Linked DNA regions of Mus musculus: all the other regions are linked to region 2. A link is a contact called in public ChIA-PET and promoter capture Hi-C data. All regions are on one chromosome and are shown on one strand. Each heading gives the region's core, a stretch centred on a gene start, on an enhancer-like site or on the middle of the called end of the contact. The rest is flanking DNA. Distances are from core to core; before and after follow the strand shown. Region 1 has its middle 21 kb from the start of Dynll2. Region 2 holds the start of Rnf43 (ring finger protein 43). Region 3 holds the start of Vezf1 (vascular endothelial zinc finger 1).

Region 1 (3,587 bases), core at 153-2,652, 300 kb after region 2:
GCTTCCCACTGTCTCTGTCTCCGCTCTCCCTGGGAAGCCGTCTTATAGTTAGTTACTGATGGAGCCCATCTCCCTGAACCAGCTAGACACAAGGCAAAAGGAGGTGCCTTTGAGGATAGGGACCGAAGGGACAGTCTAAAGACACTCATCTCCCAAAGTGCCTGAACTTTCTGCTGTCCAAGGTCATCCTTCGATCTAAGATTTCAGGCCCCCAGATTCCTGAAACTCTCATTTACTTTGTCTTTCTGTTTGTTTTTCTTTGGAGTCTTTTGAGACAGGATCTCCCTGTCTTGGTACGTACGTAGCACTGCTGGCCTGGAACTCACTATGTAGACCAGGCTGCCCTTGACCTCTGCAGGAAAGCTGCAATCCTGGGCTGTGGATCACTTACACTGTCTCTCTGGGCTCCTCACTGGACCCCAGCTGGGCCTGCTTGCTCTAGATGTTTTGAGTCAAACAAAACTACAAAATAGTGATCAGGCAACGCATGGACACTCGAGAGAGGGTGGGAGGGGCCACGATAGATCAGGATTGGAGACAGAGGCAGCTCATTAGCCACACTCAGAAGAGAAAAACAGTGTGGCTTTAATCTCTTGATTAAATTAGGGAGGAAATGGGTCTGGGTGGTGAGAAATCACATGGGGAAGTGGGTTAAGTGAGATGATACAGAGCTGTGTGCCAGGAAATGAGAGAAAGGAAACAGACAGACAGAGACTGAGACAGAGGCAGAGAGAGAGAGAAACTGGGAGGGAGACAGAGAGAGGCCCTGCAGAAGCCCATGGGAAAGAGAGCAGTTTAGTCAAACATGACAAATTCTATATGAGGAGTTGGAGGGGACACCAGGGAGCCATTGAGGCTTCTGGAACTATCCAGGCACAGAGAGGGAGGATTGCCTGACTTATCACCTGAGGCACAGGCTAGCTGGAGACACAGATGATCAGCACCTGGTTCTCTACACAAAATGCCTCCCTTAGAGTGTCCCTGAGCCCCAAAGGCCCTAAGGGGAAGGAACCCCCAGGGACAGGGTCTTGTGTTTGCTTGGAGAGGCTGTGGGAGTGTTAGGAAGAATTCAAAGCTGTGGTAAGCATCCTGCAACGGGGACCACGGTAGGGAATGGTCTATTCCTGGTGCTGAATACATCTACCTGTAGTCAGAACTACACACACTGCACACCAAGTATGTGATACAACGGCTAGAGACGGGGCAGAGGCAGGAAGACCCTAGTTCAAAACCTGGCTCTGCCTCCCATTGTGAGCTCTTAATGTCTGTAAAGTATCAATGACAAGATCTATACCCTGGTTTGCTGCAAGGATTAAAATAATGATAATGTCTATAAAAGATAACTTGGCTGTACATCCCCGCCCCTTCCGGCATCTGTGCAGTCCCGCATGACTATGAGACTCCTCCCATCACAGAGGCTCCTCCCACCACCGTTGGTCTGTTTCTCATCCTGCCCTTGAGGTGGTGGCTTGCACTAGCAAAGAGTAAAATGTTTCTAGAACAGCCTTGAAGAACGATGACAGCTGGCTTCTTAGGAGTGCGTGCTCCTAGAAGCAAGCCCAGGCTGGTCCGCCAGCTGATGAGAGACACGTGGCCCAGTTACCTAGGCCGCTCCAATCAACAGCCAGCAAACTCAGCAGTCTGCAGACTGGTGCCTCCCCAGCAGACCTCCCTCGCCTCAGGCCAACCTCAGAAACAGAGGGAACAGCTGCTGGTGTAAGGTATACGGTAAGATCCCGTTGATAGGTTCAGACTTCCACACAAGATGAAGAGTCGCCAACAGCCTTATCTTCTTGTCGAGCAATCAAAATAACAAGGCAAGAATCTGGGCACTGCGGGGAAGGCTAACGGATGACCACAACTGAGAGACAGGAAAATAAACAATGAGAGTCCCACCGTCCTGCCTAGGTGCGGATGAGGGGCAGCTAAGGAAGCCAAGGATTACTGAGCTCTGGAGAGTTAAACAGAGGCCAGAGGACCAACCAAGGTGGCCAACTGCTGGAGAGCTGAGTGCCACGTAGAGAGCAAGCCCCAGAGGTGTGCAGGGCCTCCGCTCTGGTATTCAACAGGACATTGATCAGTACATGTGTGTAACAAAACTATCTGACGCCCGAGAAAGGCGAGAGAGCCATAGCCACGTATTTCCTGCCTAGAGCCAGAAATAAGAGTGAGGGTGAGTATCCTTCCAAGCCTGCCTAATGAAAGCAAGGCCTGGAAGGACCAGACTGTTACCAGATAAGTGAGTAAGGGGGGACCTGAGTTCACTCCTCAGGATCCACGTTAATAAAAAATGGGACATGGTGACTTGGGTTTGTAACCCCAGCACCAGGCAAACCTCGTCAGGAGAGCTCCAGGCCAGTGAAAGATCTTGTCTCAAAAATCACAGTGGACGGACCGTAGAGATGGCTCAGTGGTTAAGAGCACTGACTGCTCTTCCAGAGGTCCTAAGTTCAATTCCCAGAAACCACATGGTGGCTCACAACCATCTGTGATGGGATCCAATGACCTCTTCTGGTGTATCTGAAGACAACTACAGTGTACTCCTATAAATAAAATAAGTACATCTTTTTAAAAAATCACAGTGGACGTTTCTTGAAGATAACCCCAGAGGTTAACCTCTGACCTCCACATGCACACACATAAAGTAAAAATACAGATGCAGTGCTCAGCAAATAACACATTCAATAAGTTACATTTCCACCCTTGCAAAAGCCTAGACAAAATGGCTTTTCCTAGCTGCACATCCGCTTAAGACTGTGGTTTAAAAGCCAAAACAGAGCGTTCAGGAGAGCATAATTTTCCAGGCTCTGGGAGTGGTTTTTAACACAAGAGTTCTGGTTCCAGCATGGCCTTGCCACCTGCGGCTCAGGTCAACCAAACCTCTCCGGCTCTGTGCTGCAGTATTCCTTCAGACCAGAAGATGGCGCTGCTTCTCCACGGGTATTCAAGTACATTCACGTTTTGAAGCTTGAGGGTTTGAGGGTTTGCATACCCAGGACAATGGTGCTTGCTAGGTAAAGCGAAACACAACGGAGGATGTGACCTCGTTTTCGAGAACCTTACATTGGAGTCATTACGAAATATGAAACTAGAACTTCTCCGGGTAGAAACGTCAGAAAGTGCTAGCTGCTGTAAAAACTTTCCTTCCAAAAGCCTAAGCTACTTTCCACAAGGCACACAGAGACCAAAACATTTTTTTTTTCAGGAGCTGGAGGGATGGCTCAGTGGTCAAGGCTGGCGGAGGATGAGAGTTCAGTTCTCAGCATTCACATAAGGCAATTCACGACCACCTGTAACTCCAGTTCCAATTCGGAAGTTTAGTCCATTATCATCATGACAGGCAGCATGCGGACAGACACGGTGCTGGAGGAGGAGGAGGAGGAGGAGGAGGAGGAGGAGGAGGAGGAGGAGGAGGAGGAGGAGGAGGAGGAGGAGGAGGAGGAGGACGAGGAGGAGGAGGAGGAGGAGGAGGACGAGGAGGAGGAGGAGGAGGAGGAGGTGAGAGGTCTACATCTGGATCCGTAGGCAACGGGAAGAGATGGTGAGCCACTAAGACTGGATGGAGCTTCTGACATCTCAAAGCCCCC
Region 2 (3,652 bases), core at 154-2,653:
ATAATTTGAAAATTTAAATATTACAGTATTCAAATATGAAGATTTACAAAGAACTATATTGCATGAAGGTAGTAATTAGCTAAATTTAATCTCTTTACCTATACTGTTTTTATTAGACATATTTAACTTTTAAGAAAAGATTCATCTTGTGTGTATGGGTGTTTTGTCTGCAGTGCCTGTGGAGGCCAGACAAGGGTGTTGAATTCACTGGAAATGGAGTTGTAGATGGTTGTGAGCCACCATGTAAATGTTGAAAACTAGACTTCAGCCCTCTGGATGAACAGGCAGCCAGTGCTCTTAACCACTGAGCCACTGCTCCAGCTCCAAGCATAGGTTTAATGCTTAGCTTCTATATGCAGACTAACTTAGAGTCTTACACTGGAAGAATAGGTTTGACCCAAAGAGTAAGAGAGAAATAACAGATTCCAGACTTCTGACAGCAACCTGATTCGAGAGATCCATCCAGGTGCAGTTTAGGCAGAACTACTGAACGTAGTAAGAACTGAAGAAAAGCTATGCAGAAGTCTTTATTCACAGTGGCAGACATAAGCAACAAGTACTCAGTATAAGATCTCTCAATTCTGGCTTTGTGCCATTTGTAGACACTAAAACATGGGAAGAATAGAGATCTATTTGAATTTGTAACTGCAAGACTTTGCGCCGTTCTTTTGTCTTTTGGATGTCTTTGTTTTCTGTTCCGTTCCTCATACCGCCGTCAGTGTGCTAGTGCTTACAGAATAGACACATTTGGGTGGCCCTGATTTATCTCCTGTGGGGAAAGGTAAGGACTGATTGAACTGCATGCAGTTGGGCTGTCGCTCACTAGGGGGAGTAAAAGAGCAAGAGACAGAAAGAGACCGAGAGAAGACTTTTGGTTAAATTAGTGAGTGCGTGCACCAAGAGGAGGAGGGGCCGGCTTGCGTGTAGCGGCTCCACCCTCACTTTGTCAGCAGGTAGAGAGCGTGATTGCAGTCCCAGGGGAAGAAGTCAGAGCTGGTACACCAATTACAAACCACAGGTTTCCTGCTGTAGGGAGCTGATCCAGAATTGTCTTTCTTGAAAGGAAGCACTTCAACCCTGCCTCCTCCTGAACTTCCAAGTCCGTCCATGATTCAGGGATACCGTCTTCTCCCTCTGGGATATTCTGTGATTTGGGTAGTGACTGTTCTATTTGCTGCTTCGTTTCTCATCTCTTCCAAGATATTCCGTACAGAGGCGGAGGGAGAAGACTTTTGTTAGATTTTAGAGATGATTTTGGCTCATCTTTAAGCATTTCCAGAGTTCTTGAGGAGGACAGTAGCTCTCGTCTTGGAATAAGTTTTTGCCTGATCTGCGTGGATTACTTTTTCGGGCTTCGGAATTTCTCAGCACCTACCTGTAGTGCGAGCACTTGGTCTGATTGCAGAGTGAGAAGGTGGAAGCCGGAGCCGTACTGGGTTAAGCAGCTCAGGTCTTTTTTTAAAGCAGGATTTATAAATGCACAATTGAATTTGTTTCATCCCCGTGCCGTGGACTCCAGTGGGCCCGACAGCGCAACAGGTTTGCAGATTTCTTTTGAAATTCTTTCGTGTTTTCTCCCTCCCTCTGTCTCAGCGAAAGTAAAGAATCTATAGAACAGGTTTGCGTTCAGACGCTTGGCTTTTCAGCACTTACTCTGAAGACTTTATAGGATTTTTAAATGACTTCAAAAGGCAGCATACTTTGTGGGTGAAGTGTATTTATAGTTACTTAAGGGTGCGCATTTTAAAAATCTGATGTTTATAAAGAGTCCAAAGTTTCCTAGGAACATAGAAATAACCCAGGTCTCCTCAGCCTGATTTTTTTCAGGGCGCTCAACTTAGAGCCTCTCTACCCCCCTATCTTTTATTCTCCGCCCCCTCAAGGAATTTGAAAACTTAGGAATAGTCCTTTGTTTTTCTCCTGAATCTAGAAGATTACAGATTGTAAAGTCTGGATGTGTTTCCACAGCATTCTGAGGAAAGTCAAAGCGCTTGGCATTCTCAGACTGGAGAATAAACTCTGGGATCCCTAAACGAGAAAGGAAAGTGGAAACAGAAATATGAATTTTAGCTGGGAAAATAATTGCAAAGCTAAACTTTTCAAGTATCTCAAAAGGGAAGTTGGAAGAGATTTTGATACTCAGATTAATTGTGTCGTATGTCAAAGATATATGAATTTGTGCCTAATTTTACAGGCACTTTTGGTGGAACACACACACACAAAATAATATATTGTAGTTCTTTAAAAGTATATAAATTCAGTAGGCCTAGAACTCTGGACTATGCTGAAACACAATTTAGCATGGACATTTTAATTAAGAGTATATGCTTCAGCATCATTAGACATCCCTCCAGGTGGGGCCTGATTAGTTCCCACTCTTCCCCTATTCAAAAGAAAACCTCCTCATGGACTTTAGCCATTTATGGTTGACATTTTTTTCTGGCTTAAAAAGGGCAGCATGTCTTCGTGTTCTGAGCTGAAGTTCCTCCCTCACCTCCGATGCGCTGCTTTAGCCGTTTACTGACCTTGTTTTCTTCATCGGCCTCGGGTTTAGTGCCTCAGGAATCTGATACATATGGAAGACCAGCAGCAAGTGATCTGACATAATACCAATCCATGTTTGTATCTAAAGCACATTTGGAAATTCCAAAGAGAAGAGGTGGCATTTCTGTATTCGCAGTGACGATGGGAGAAAAGGACATACCTGCCCCAGAGGTGGGCTGAAAAGGCCATCTTCTGCTCCCAATCAGGAATACCCCCTGTGCTTGGGAATCTACGTTAGAAAAAGGAAGGACCAGAATCTGACTTGGCTCTCTGAAACGGAGGGCTAGCACTTCTCCCCATTCGTTTTCTGCATTGAGGACCTGCCTTTGGGATGAGCTGGTAGTAGAAGCGGTATGCATGGCCGAAGAGCATTGATGCAGCTGGTAGCATGAGTGGTGGCCACCAGCTGCAGCTGGCTGTCCTCTGGCCCTGGCTGCTGATGGCAACCCTGCACGCAGGCTTCGGACACACAGGACGGGTGCTGGCGGCGGCAGTGGAGTCCGAAAGATCAGCAGAACAGAAAGCTGTTATCAGAGTGATCCCCTTGAAAATGGACCCCACAGGAAAACTGAACCTCACTTTGGAAGGCGTGTTTGCTGGTGTTGCAGAAGTGACTCCAGCAGAAGGGAAGCTAATGCAGGCAAGTAGAATGCGGTTCTGTTTTACCTTCTGTCTGCTTGAAAGATGCCGGTCTTCTTTTAGTTTGGCAAAGCAAAAACCCATGCAAGGGCTTCCATTGCTTAGTGTTGCATTTATTCACGTTTTGTGAAGACATTGCTTTATTGGTAGTGTAAGGCATATTCTTATTTTATATTTGAATATATATATACATATGTATGTATATATATATATTCTGTATTTTAGAAGGCAATTTGCTTATTTTAACTTATGTTGCATTATCTCTTGGATTATACATAATAAAACTTTTCTTTACAAATATATTTGGAACACTATTTTGATAGATGAAAATACAAGTATTTATTTAATTGACTTGAGGAACATAGCTTAGATCCTGTTAAATTGTAAGTGTTAATTTTAATGATCGAGGCACCCTGAAATTCTAGACTGCCCCCGAAGCATATTTGATTACTGTGTCACTTTTAAAATT
Region 3 (3,807 bases), core at 970-3,469, 410 kb after region 2:
CTTTAAAAAGATGGTTAATTTTCTTTTTAAGGCAAGATTTTGGGGGGACAATCAGGAATTCTGATTTTACCTATGGATAGAGATATAATTAGCTATTTCTCCTAAAATCTAATAACTGTTTTCACTTGACCTCTACTTCCTGTTTATGGGGAAAACACTACTGGGAGGTGCTATGAGAAAAATTGCTGGGGAAGGGGTTTCTAGATCCCAAAATAAGTATAAGAAATCCCACAGTATTAGCATAAGAATCATATTAAGTACTAGCTTTTATAATTCTGAAGCTTTATTTTGATTACAGTTTCAAAGAGCAGCTAAAGAGAAGCGGCTATACATTGGAGGAGAGAGCAAATATACATAGAGACCTTGAAGGGAATCTTCTAAGGCAGGGAAGAAGCAGAGACTTGTATCCACTGAACCAAAATACAAGCACATACTATGTCCAAGGTCAGAGCAAGAACATATTTTGTCTTGTTCCTTGGGTTTGCAACTTAGCTCTCTCCTCAGTTTACATGTATATGTAAACATATATACGCTTCCTGAAAGAAACATCAAATGAGACTGACAGACCAGGGGACATGTAGCAGTTTAGCTCAGGGATATATCAGAAACTCATTTTCTGTCCCCCTCCGTCTTAGGCTGACCAGTTCTCTGGTGGTTCCTGCTACTGATCCATCCAAACTGCTGGACTTGTCCTTCATACCCAAGGTCTTCAGGCAGTATCTAATGGGAAGTCAACTCTAAAAGGAACCAGACTGTCATTTCCTGGCCCCTTTATTCTGGTGACTGATGGAAGAGTGGGAGGGAAATATATTTGTTTAATGGTTGGAAAAACATCAAATTACCATACCTCTTCAGTTTCTATTCCCATAGAATTTTGCAACTATGGTTTTTGAATCAGTCATTCATATATATATGAATATGATATATATATATGCATACATACATACACACACATACATATATATGAAGTTGAAGATATGTCTTTTATTAAAACTGTCTGGAGGGGATAAGAGTCAGTTTGAAATATGTTGAAGTTCTGAAATAATGTGCACATCTGAGGAGTTGGTTTTATTTTTTAACATTTTATAAAAATATCATAGATGGAGCCTGCCCCCTCATTTCCCCACCACAGATTCTTTGGACTAGATATATGTTTAATAATAGCTTGTCTCTGATATTCACAGTAGCTACCTCTATGTGAGGAAAGGATAGAAAACATTCAAGACATCATATGGGCTTACGATCTACAGATTCCAACCAGTAGCAGTGGCTGACTCCTACACAGACGACTGGGAACTGCAAACAGGCTGGGGTCACCTCAGTGACATCTGACGCTGTCCAACCAGAAGTCTGACTTGTGTGTGCGTGTGCTGCAGGAATTGAAAAATGTACTAAAAGACTAAAATATTTTGCCTCTATACTTTCTCATTCGTTTTTATTGTTTGTTTTTAATCCTGGCGGGAGAGGGGTTTTTAAGTATTTCCTGTATCTGGAATGAAAGGGAAAGATGGGAAAGCGGTCCCGTCACCCAAGAATAACCCAGTAATGACATCTGAACGCGTGGGAAGTGTTTCCCTCCACAGTAGGCGCTTCTAAGGCTGTACCCTAGTGGAATTCCCTGCTCAAATTGGAAGACCACGCAAAGGGCGATGGCAAGAGCGCTGAGTGAGGGCTTAGCTGGTCAGGAATAAAAATACCCGAGGGTAGGGGACACTAGAAGCTAGCATCCTAGTTCGTAGGTGGAAGCTGTGATGTGCTTGACCGATTGAACAGCCAGGTGACCAACCGAAGCCCTGACTGCCGCTGGGGGTATGAGAGGGACGCGACGCCGCCGGGTACCAAGGCAGAGTCACGAGAGGCAGCCCAGCTGTGCCCAGCGGGCCAGCGCCAGACCCTGGCGTCCTCCATCTTCTCTCCTGCGCTCCCCCTGCTCCAGCTGCCTGAGCCACGGACCGCAGCATCACACACCCCCGCGGGGGGGGACGCCGCACCCCATCCCCGCCCCCGGCCCCACCCCAGCCCCCGCGCGGGCTCCCTGACCCCACCGCCCGCGGGCACTGGCTGAGCTCCGAGGCGGCGCGCCGGCGGCGGGGACGCCCGGAGGGGGTCGAAGCGGCTGGGGGCGGCGGCGGCCGGGCCGGGGCTCCCCCCCCGCCCGCGCTCGCCGCCGCGGTGGTGCGTCCCGGAGGTTACCGGAAGTGGCCGCGCTCGGCGCTGCCATGTTGAGGAGCCGCCGCTGCCGCTGCCGCCGCCGCCGCCGCCGCTTTGTTGTCGCCTCCTCCGCCTGAGGAGGCTCCCCGAGCGGGGGGAGTGGGGAGGAGGGGGGTCGGCCGCCGCAGCCATGGAGGCCAACTGGACCGCGTTCCTGTTCCAGGATCTGGGGGCCCCGGGGGGGTCGGGGGGCCAGGGGGGCCGGGCCGGGCTCGGGCGGGCGGGCGCTCCTCCCCTCCCGGCTCCGCTCTCCGGCCCGGCCTTAATCCCCCTTTGTTTTTCCGCCCGCCCGCTCCGGCGGAGCCCGGCCGCCGAGGTGAAAGGAGGCGGCCTCGCGGGGTGCGGGGGAGAAGCAGGCCTCGGGGTGAACCCGGGCCCCCCCAAGCACACACGCACACACACACCCTTCCCTCCCGCCCCGAAGGGGAAGGGAGGAGGCCGGCCGCTGTCACCACCCCGCGGCCCAGAGAAAGGAGGGCGCCGGGCCGCTGTGGAGCGCGGGCCGCTCGGCCACTGCGCGCCCGAGCGGGGCCGCGCGGCGCAGCGAGGGGGTCTCCGGGTCCCGCTCCGAGTACCCATCCATCTTTCGCTTGCGCTTTTCGCGTCACCTCTCTCTTTTTGTGTGTGTGTGCTTGTGTGTTGACTTTCTGACCCTCCTCCCACATCCCGCGAATAGCGGGTATCTCTGGCTTCGCCGCCACTCCCCCTTCTCGCCGCCCCCTCGGGTGGACCCGACGGGGGGTGTTGCGAGCGTGGTTCCCCTCTGCAAACTTTTCTCCGCTCCTAGCCCAAGTCCTGGGCGAGCCCTGGCAACTGGTCCCCTCGCCTCTGTCCAGCTTCTGCGGTCCCATTGAGCTTGGGGAATCCCCGAGCCGGCGGGGCCGGGCGGGGGCGGGGAGCGGCGGGGGCCGGGACTCCTGCAGGCCCGACCTTCCCCGGAGCGTGTCTCGCTAGTCTCGCTCCGCGACCCGCTCGAACGTTCGCTCCGGCCCAGTGGGCGACGGGAAGCGGAGAGGGAGCGCAAAGTCCGCTTACAAAGCCCCTAGATGAGTCACTCATAGGGAGTATGGGGGTCTTCGCTTCTTCTTTTTTTCCTTTTGCCAGAAACTTCAAAGCTAATGTTAGCGGATACTTCAGCCATACCCTTCTCCTACCACTTTAATGCGGGACCCCTGATTGGAACTTTTTCCCCCCTCTGCTTCCTTTCTGTTTGCAAATGCATTGATGAGCAGTAGAGATAAGCACATGCAGAAACTTCAGAACTGAAGGTTAGGGAGCTAGTCGTTTTTAAAATGTGTCCTTCCCGCCTCCCTCTTTGGAGTTTTCCTAAATACTTCGTGAAATTCCAAACGCGTAGCTTGGGCGCTTGAGACCTTTGGAAATGCAGAATCTTCAAAAGATTATACTCTCCGCATCTGGTCCCATCCCGGTGGAGTTAATACGGGGAATTGGAGAATTCAAAATTACCCATTGTGTAATCTGGCTTGTCCTATTAAGACATGTTTCAAATGTGAGCATTTTTATTTTAGGTAATTATTGAAATAAATGGGCTTACTAAAGTTGGAAATTCTTAAGATTTTGCAACTCCTGAACGTC

The links. Promoter capture Hi-C pulls out the DNA fragments that hold promoters and counts their contacts. ChIA-PET counts read pairs in DNA pulled down with a chosen protein or histone mark.
Region 1: a contact with region 2 is called in an RNA polymerase II ChIA-PET map of memory CD8 T cells, with 113 read pairs. The contact joins the enhancer-like site here to the promoter of Rnf43 in region 2. A contact is called at or near these places in 12 of 39 promoter capture datasets (the 3T3-L1 cell line, 3T3-L1-derived adipocytes, the HPC-7 cell line and 6 more), 1 of 15 datasets of contacts at CTCF or cohesin (embryonic stem cells), 27 of 484 Hi-C or Micro-C datasets (CD8 T cells, the MC3T3-E1 cell line, MC3T3-E1-derived osteoblasts and 17 more) and 4 of 115 datasets of contacts at active chromatin or transcription factors (astrocytes, embryonic limb bud, embryonic stem cells and 1 more).
Region 3: a promoter capture Hi-C map of hippocampal neurons shows a contact between it and region 2, with 4 times the contacts expected there. The contact joins the promoter of Vezf1 here to the promoter of Rnf43 in region 2. A contact is called at or near these places in 2 of 39 promoter capture datasets (hippocampal neurons and liver).

What each region holds. Positions count from the first base shown.
Region 1 is chr11:87,964,894-87,968,480 of GRCm38.p6, forward strand. No RefSeq gene overlaps it. Among named protein-coding and RNA genes, the nearest start is that of Dynll2, 21 kb to the right of the region's middle. RefSeq lists an enhancer at 668-1,712. Within about 2 kb of position 1,403, at least 82 of the 459 cell types and tissues checked have an H3K27ac peak or open chromatin away from gene starts, as enhancers often do. A contact at or near this core is called in CD8 T cells, the N1E-115 cell line, memory CD8 T cells and 1 more, where this site is marked.
Region 2 is chr11:87,661,684-87,665,335 of GRCm38.p6, forward strand. It overlaps Rnf43 (ring finger protein 43), which reads left to right and starts at 1,404. Exons shown (of 10, transcript NM_172448.4): 1 at 1,404-1,539; 2 at 2,453-3,184. The coding sequence starts at 2,933.
Region 3 is chr11:88,066,060-88,069,866 of GRCm38.p6, forward strand. It overlaps Vezf1 (vascular endothelial zinc finger 1), which reads left to right and starts at 2,220. Exons shown (of 6, transcript NM_016686.4): 1 at 2,220-2,374. The coding sequence starts at 2,342.